Regions from separate parts of the Rattus norvegicus genome. Here region 2 is linked to region 1. The links are chromatin contacts, called in public Hi-C maps. All regions are on one chromosome and are shown on one strand. The core of a region is the stretch at or near the end of the contact, and the rest is flanking DNA. Distances in the headings are between cores, read along the strand shown.

Region 1 (3,476 bases), core at 884-3,383:
TTCCTCTACATTCAATTTCAGCAGTTCATTCCCCTATCCCCCTCTATCCCCCCAAAAACCTTGCAAAACAATTCCAAACAAAACAAAGTAGGAAAAAAATTAGCTTGCAAATTGTCTTTTGTTTGAAATGGTTGACATATGTATGGTGGAAATCTCAAGTCACAACTGTCTGCTTAGAATCTACTTACCTTAAGTAGACTGTTCATGAATGTATCATATTGTCAGATCACATGAAAATATTATATATATTTATATATATATATATCGTGCATCTTTACAGGTGCTAATGCCACATATCCCTGTCATTAAATGGCATTTAGATTCAGAGAAATCACTACAGATCACTTAGGTTTTCTGTGATAATGAGAATACTCTTTGTACTTTTGGGTATACTAATATTTGTTATATTTTTTCAGAAGAGAGGGCTTTAAGAGTCAGAACTCCTCAGCTGACTGATCTAGAGTGAACCAGTGGTCTCCACAGAATAAAAGAACAATTGTTAAGCTACCTTATCTCCTATTACTATTCAAGAATGTACACTTTGAGATGATTTAGAAAATAGACAATCATTCACTAAAAAAAGACTACTGTAGAAAGGTACTGTTTAGTTTTGACATCAAAAATATTTTTTTACTTTTATAGTGATAAGCATACTAAATAAAAGGTAAGTATGTAGAACAATTTTAAAAATATAAGTAGGACTTAGAAAAGGAGTTAAGAGAGTCTTGAAGAACCAAAAAACCTGTCACTTATTAGTGAAAACAGAGCAGGAATGTAGCTTGTAGGAAAATGAATGAAGCCCATGATTCCATCATGATCACTATAAAAACCAGGTAGCTGATGTGTCCCTATAATCCCAGAACTGCTGAAGAAGAAGAAAGAGGATCCTCAGCTATATAAGGAGTTCAAAGTCAGCCTGGAAAACAGGAGACCCTGTCCTCTCTCTCTCTCTCTCTCTCTCTCTCTCTCTCTGTCATAGACACAGACTACATGATAGATATATAGATAGATACATGATAGATAGATAAATAGATAGATAGATAGATAGATAGATAGATAGATAGATAGATAGATAGATAATATACAAAGAGGTGATAGAGACAGATGATGGATCAATGAATGATAGATGATAGTTGACAGCTAGATGATTGATAGACAGATGATAGATAGGTAGATAGATAGATAGATAGGAAGGAAGGAAGGAAGGAAGGAAGGAAGGAAGGAAGGAAGGAAGGAAGGAAACCAAAAGATGATAGGATACCTACAGGTGAGAATGAAGGCTTCTGATAGAAGGATCAGGGCTCTGCTCTGGCCAATTCTAGTCAAAGGATAATTTACCCATTCAAAATCAGATAAAATTACCTCCAGTTCTTGCCTGTTCTAAAAATCCAAGCATTTTTACTCTCAGCAAGGGATTATGATAGGGACGAAATGTTACTTTATTCAGTTGCATTTAATATGTAAAAGAGAAAGACTCCTTCCATATAAGTCATATGTCAGAGTTAAAGTGGAAACTTAAGGGTTCTTTGGAAAGTCTGCTGTGTTGTACTTTGCTGGGGCAAACACATGAAGAGGTGTTTTCCTGAAGTAGACACAAGCGAAAGGACATTCCACTAAGGCAAGTGTATGAAAGGACATGTGATGAAGGATTCTTTGCCAATTACATGCATGTATTGATCTGCCTTACATTGCATAGCTGAACTCCATTTGTCAGGATGCCATAGAGAAAAATGTACCAAAGAAACCTTTGATGGTGTGTCATGGCTTCTTGCCACTTCTGTGTATTTTGGCCAATTGGCAGAGTGATGTCAGTTGATACAGACTTACAAGCTGAGGCAAGACAAATAATGAGGCAAGACCCATGGAGGACAAGTAATGTTTGGAGGGAGTATAAATAGGACTTAACAGACAGTGACAAAGAGAATGATTCAGGCTTGATTAGGCTTGGCTTGCTGGTAGAGCTAGCTGTGCAATGCTTGTTGGTCTCACAGTTTTGCTGATCTTCATTTCACTGAGAGAGGCACAGCTAAGAACTTCTCCTGGCTTCCCTGTTGGTCCCTCCTATTGACCTGTGCTGATTCAGCTGAGGCCTAACTGTTCCTGCTAGGTCATGCCACTATTGCTGTTATCCCGACACTGCTGAACTGGACTGCTAGTATATCCATGAAGTGTTTGCAAGTGGATCAAGTTGCCACTGCTGACCTATGAACTGAACATTGATTTCCTGACAGTGTAGATGGGATTTGCTCCAAAGAACAATTTCTAAATAAGTTTGCTTCCCCCATAGTCTTTTACTCCCACTACGTCTGGTAGATGGTAGGCTAGAAGGGATGTTAAAGCATTTAAAAACTATCATTAAACGTAGGCTTTAAAAAAGTTAAAGTTACACAGAATAGCTAACTTGATGGCCATTCCAGGAGGAGCAATAACTTGGAACTCAAGCACACACACGCACATTCAGGTTCATGTGCAGTTACACACAAATACTTGTATATGAATGGGGAGGTTAGAGGTTAGAGGTCGCAGTTTAGGGAACAACTTTAGACTTTGTGCATAGTACATAGCTGTTTCTGCTTACTTGCCTCCCTAACGCTCATTTTTCACTGAACATGGTTCTCAGCAACTAGGAAGACTGGAGACACATGAGAACAGACTAGCTGCTGCATAGGAGCTCTATCTGGGTTTATCCCTAAAGCTGCAGAGGGAGCAACTGGGTTTTGAGAACATCTCAGTGGAACAAAACAGCCTGCAAGAAGTCTTGGATCCAGCCCACTGAAATCTCAAAGTTTTATTTTCCTCACCTATAAATTGAGACTAGTAAAATTCCTCTCTGCACCTATGTCTCATAAGGATGCTGTATAGAATAAAGAATTTTCCAATGCTTAGAATATTGTTATCCAAGTATACAGTCCTCCCTCAGTCTGCGTAGGGGACTGTTTCCAGGACCACCTACAGATACCAATATCTGTGGCTGCTCTGATCCCTTATATAAAATGAAATAATATTTGCATGTAGCCTGAACATGTCCTTCACAGTACACTAGAGACACTAATAAATAGTCATACTGCTGTAGAGGAATTTTAATCCAGCATCATGGCTGCTCTGGCAAGAGATCATATCCAAAGACCTTCTAGGTCTGTGTGACCCAGCTGGAATACAGACATGGCTTTAATCCCAGAAGACAGAGACAAACATATATCTGAGTTCAAGGCAAGTCTGGTACAGAGCAAATTTCAAGTAGAGTAAAGCTTATGTTCAGTCATGGTGGTACCTACCTTTAATCCCAGCACTCAGGAGATAGAGGCATGCAGATCTCTGTGTTTCGGTCAGTCAGCTGGGTTAAGGCAGTGAGTTAAGAGGCAGTGCAGTGCAGTGGAGTTTGTGGCAGTTCATGGAGTTCAGAGGCAACTTTTACAGGGATAGTTGTACGAAGGTTGCAGAGAGAATAAGCTAAACACAGGTAAAGACAGATCAAG
Region 2 (3,619 bases), core at 335-2,834, 510 kb before region 1:
ATCTAGAAGGAGAAAGGACAGAGGCAGGCGATCACCCCCATCCTAGGATAGTCACCAGGCCAGGTGGGGGAGGAGGAAGGGGTGGGCCTGGTTGTAAGCAAGGGCAAAGAACTGATGAGCGAAAGTAGGGTTTTAACACTGGAGGCTCAGCCAGGAGCCTATAGATAGATGGCTTGTAGGGAAGAGGGCTTTCCACGAACATAGGAGGACCTGAGTATGAATCTCCAGTAAGCACACAAAAAGCTGGGCAGGACTTCACATGCCTGTCTCTCTAGCATTGGGGTGGAGACAGACAGATCCCGAGAGTTCTCTGACCAGCCAGCTAGCTTGGCCTAAACTGGCGAGCTTCTTATTCACAGAGAGGTCCTGTTTCAGGAAGTAAGGTGGGTAAAAGTAGAGGAAGACTTCTGATTGGCTTTGGCCAATGCACTCGATGGGCGTGTGTGTGCACATCAGTACACTGTGTGCTGATCCCACATGCCCGCACACCTGGGCCAGCGTAAATGCTTCTGGGAAACAAAAAGCTTGCAAAGGAAGCGCACAGGCTGTTCCCTTCATTTCTGGATGAGTTCCTACCATACCAGTTCTGCTCCTTGTCTGGCTATGGTCCTGTTACAACATTAATGTGAGTGTAACAACACTTGTATGACATCAGAGAATTCCTCGCAGGGAGGTATTCTGACATGGCGAGGAAGAATAATTTTCTTTTAGCTTTCCAGATTCAGTTGGGACCTGGGAGCCAAATCCGAGTCTGGAACTTAACACGTGCTTCCTCTAGGGTCCCCTAGATGGGATCCCCAGAAGACGTTGTGTACAACCCTTCTGGTTCTGAGGAACCATGCGTGAGAGTATTCAGTGGAAAGGACCTGAAAGTCATGGTCGTAGCTTAGGATGGTTACTGTATGTGCTCCAACTTGTCTGACATGGCCTTCCCTTGTTGGCACACACCCAGCTAGCACTCCAACGATCCGCCTCTTGTTCTGTGTTGCCATTGGCGCTGAGCAATGACCAAAGCATGCTAGATAATGATTAGTCTTGGAACGATTAGCATCCTATGTACTAGGGTTTTTTTTTTTTTTTAAAGACTTATGTAACGGGTGTTCTACTTTTTCCTAGAATCTTTGCCTCTCTAAGGACTCGCTATTGCATGTGAAAAAAGAGAAGGGATCCAAAAATTTAAAAGCACATTGCAATATTCGATTAACACTCCTAGCCAACTGATAAACACATGGTCTGTGCTCTGAAATCTGCAGGAGCGCACACAAATGCTTCTAGGGGCCTTTTGCAACATAACTGCTGACCCTTTGGGCCTGGATTTCAAGAGGACACATTAGTTAGTGGCAGGGTGGTGTGTGACCAGTGATGGGTCTTGGCCCCAGGACAACTTGGAAGGTTTGCCACTGATTTGGAAAGAACAGCAAATCTGTGTTCTGAACAGAGAGGGGGAAAGAGGACAGAGTTCTCGGCGGAACACTAATGAGAATAAGATGAGACCACTTCAAAAAGAGGCCCAGTCAGTGATAGAGGAGTGTGTGTGTCCATGTGGCTGGTTGATGGTTGACATCTCCACAGGGTCATGGTCATATCTAGAGCAGACTGACTGGGATCAGTGGGCGGATCACTCTGAGATCCAGGCGGCTGTCATCAGAGCCTGTGTGCAAACACAAATGAGGCTTTGTGTACTTCTCCAGGTTTCTCAACATTTTGATCTCTGGCTCCTTTAGTTTAGGCTTGAGTGGCAACAGACGGTGTTCAATTCCCTGTATGTTGGACGCGAGATATCAGCAAGAAGAGTGAAAATTTCCTCGAATGATCTGCAAGTCCACAGAAAGAGGAATGGGGTGGGGGCAGTGGTAATATGTTTTATAAAACATGGTGTGATCTGGTGGAAACTGGCGAGAGGGGGTGTCTTAGTGGGCCCATGCTGAGGTATTCCTCCCCGCCCTCCACAGGTATCAGCCATACAACAGGTCTACTATAGATTCATCTGTTTATTTTGGACATGGGAAGGGAGTCTGAGAAGGGAGTAGAGGCAGAGACAGAAAGGGCACAGAGAACAGAAAGAGAGAGGGGAGAGAGGCCTGGAACATGTTGGGAGAGAGAGAAGATAGGGAAAGAGGTAGGGAGAGGAGAGGAGAAAGAGGAAGGGAAGGGAGGGGAGGGAAGGGAGGGAGGACCGAATAGGTAGAGAGAGTCCTTTTATACCAGGCTGGTATATCTGGTTGCTAGGTAACCATTGGGCGAAGCTAGAGGAAATATGACCAAATGGAGCTAGGAATTATTGTACCTATCTGACTTTCTACTTTCTCATTTTACAATGAGGTGCAAGTGAGGTAGAGTAGTAGTAGTAGTAGTAATAGTAGTAGTCGTAATAGTAATAGTAGTAGCAGCAGCAGCAGCAGCAGTAGTAGCAGCAGCAGCAGCAGTAGTAGCAGCAGCAGCAATAGTAGTAGCAGTAGTAGTAGTAGTAGCAGCAGCAGCAGCAGCAGCAGTGATAGTGGTAGTGGTAGTAGTAAAGGGTTAAGTGCTCTTTACTCATGATCCCCAAGCCACTGAAGTAGATAGTACTTTGCTATATCTTTGAGGTAAAGACCTTTTCCACCTTACAAGGGGTCTGCTCCTCTTAGCACTTTTCCAGGAGTGGTCAGTGGCTGCCCAGATATCAAGAGCTCCCGGATTAGACTGATAAATACCTCCACTTCTCACATAGGAGGCTGACTATGTGTGACTTGAGGGTTACTGGGATGTCCTCTGGGGGGGGGTAGTTGTGCCGACCATCTGCCCATTTCTGCACTGTTTTTATTGTAATGTGAGAAGCATGACAGGTATGTGAACTTCTCTGTCTCACCCTCATTGTCTGATCTCAGCTGGCTTCTCTTGAGCAAAACAACCAGGAAAGAGGAAATAGGAGTCTTGAGGCTCTTTAGTGTCTGCCAGTTCAGATTGTGTCTGGCTCTCTACCCCTGCAGGATCTCAGCCAGCCATGTTGTGAGGCCCAGGAAGGCTTTTGTTCCCAGCCAGTCACTCATAGAGCCTTTAAACGTAAAAAAAAAATTATTGTATGTATGCGTTGTGTGCGAGTGTGCCTATGTGTGTGTGTGCATGCATGGGTGTGAATGCAAGGGTGCATATACCAGTGCAAACATGTGGAGGTCAGAGGACAACTTTGGAGTCAGTCCTCTTCACTGTGTGATCCAGGGATTGAATTCAGGCTGTCTGGTTTGAATGGCAAACACTTTCACCTACTGAGCAGTCTTGGCCAGGGAGCTATTTTTTAGCCTCCACCATGACTTTAACCCTTTGTGCCCATTCTAGAGACCTTCCTTTAAGCAACTAGCATTTGGAGAGTGAACTTTAGTCAGAGGAACCCCTGTTTGAAGGCAGTGGAGGATATATTCCCTTCTTCAGGGTCAGAAGGGACTAAGCTAGAGGTTTGGAAGTCTTTCTAGTGCAGCTTTCCCACTGGCTGAACTTGCTGGGGACACCCACAGAAGTGGCTCATGGGACCATTCTGCCCACAAGCATTTTAGTAACAAAATACAATCAAACAATCCTCTGTTCAACATACACAAAATTCTCTCTTTCAGAAATCATTTTCAACACGACTTTTGTTCCTTTA

What was found. Hi-C and Micro-C count contacts between places; a contact is called where the count stands out from the background.
Region 2: a contact with region 1 is called in a Hi-C map of liver, with 5 times the contacts expected there. The contact joins two enhancer-like sites. A contact is called at or near these places in 2 of 12 Hi-C or Micro-C datasets (both in liver).

Annotation. Positions count from the first base shown.
Region 1 is chr2:34,999,303-35,002,778 of GRCr8, reverse strand. No RefSeq gene overlaps it. Among named protein-coding and RNA genes, the nearest start is that of Pik3r1, 300 kb to the right of the region's middle. Within about 2 kb of position 2,133, at least 2 of the 93 cell types and tissues checked have an H3K27ac peak or open chromatin away from gene starts, as enhancers often do. A contact at or near this core is called in liver, where this site is marked.
Region 2 is chr2:35,504,841-35,508,459 of GRCr8, reverse strand. The region is part of intron 1 of LOC102546726 (a long non-coding RNA gene); the gene reads left to right. Among named protein-coding and RNA genes, the nearest start is that of Cd180, 83 kb to the left of the region's middle. Within about 2 kb of position 1,584, at least 17 of the 93 cell types and tissues checked have an H3K27ac peak or open chromatin away from gene starts, as enhancers often do. A contact at or near this core is called in liver, where this site is marked.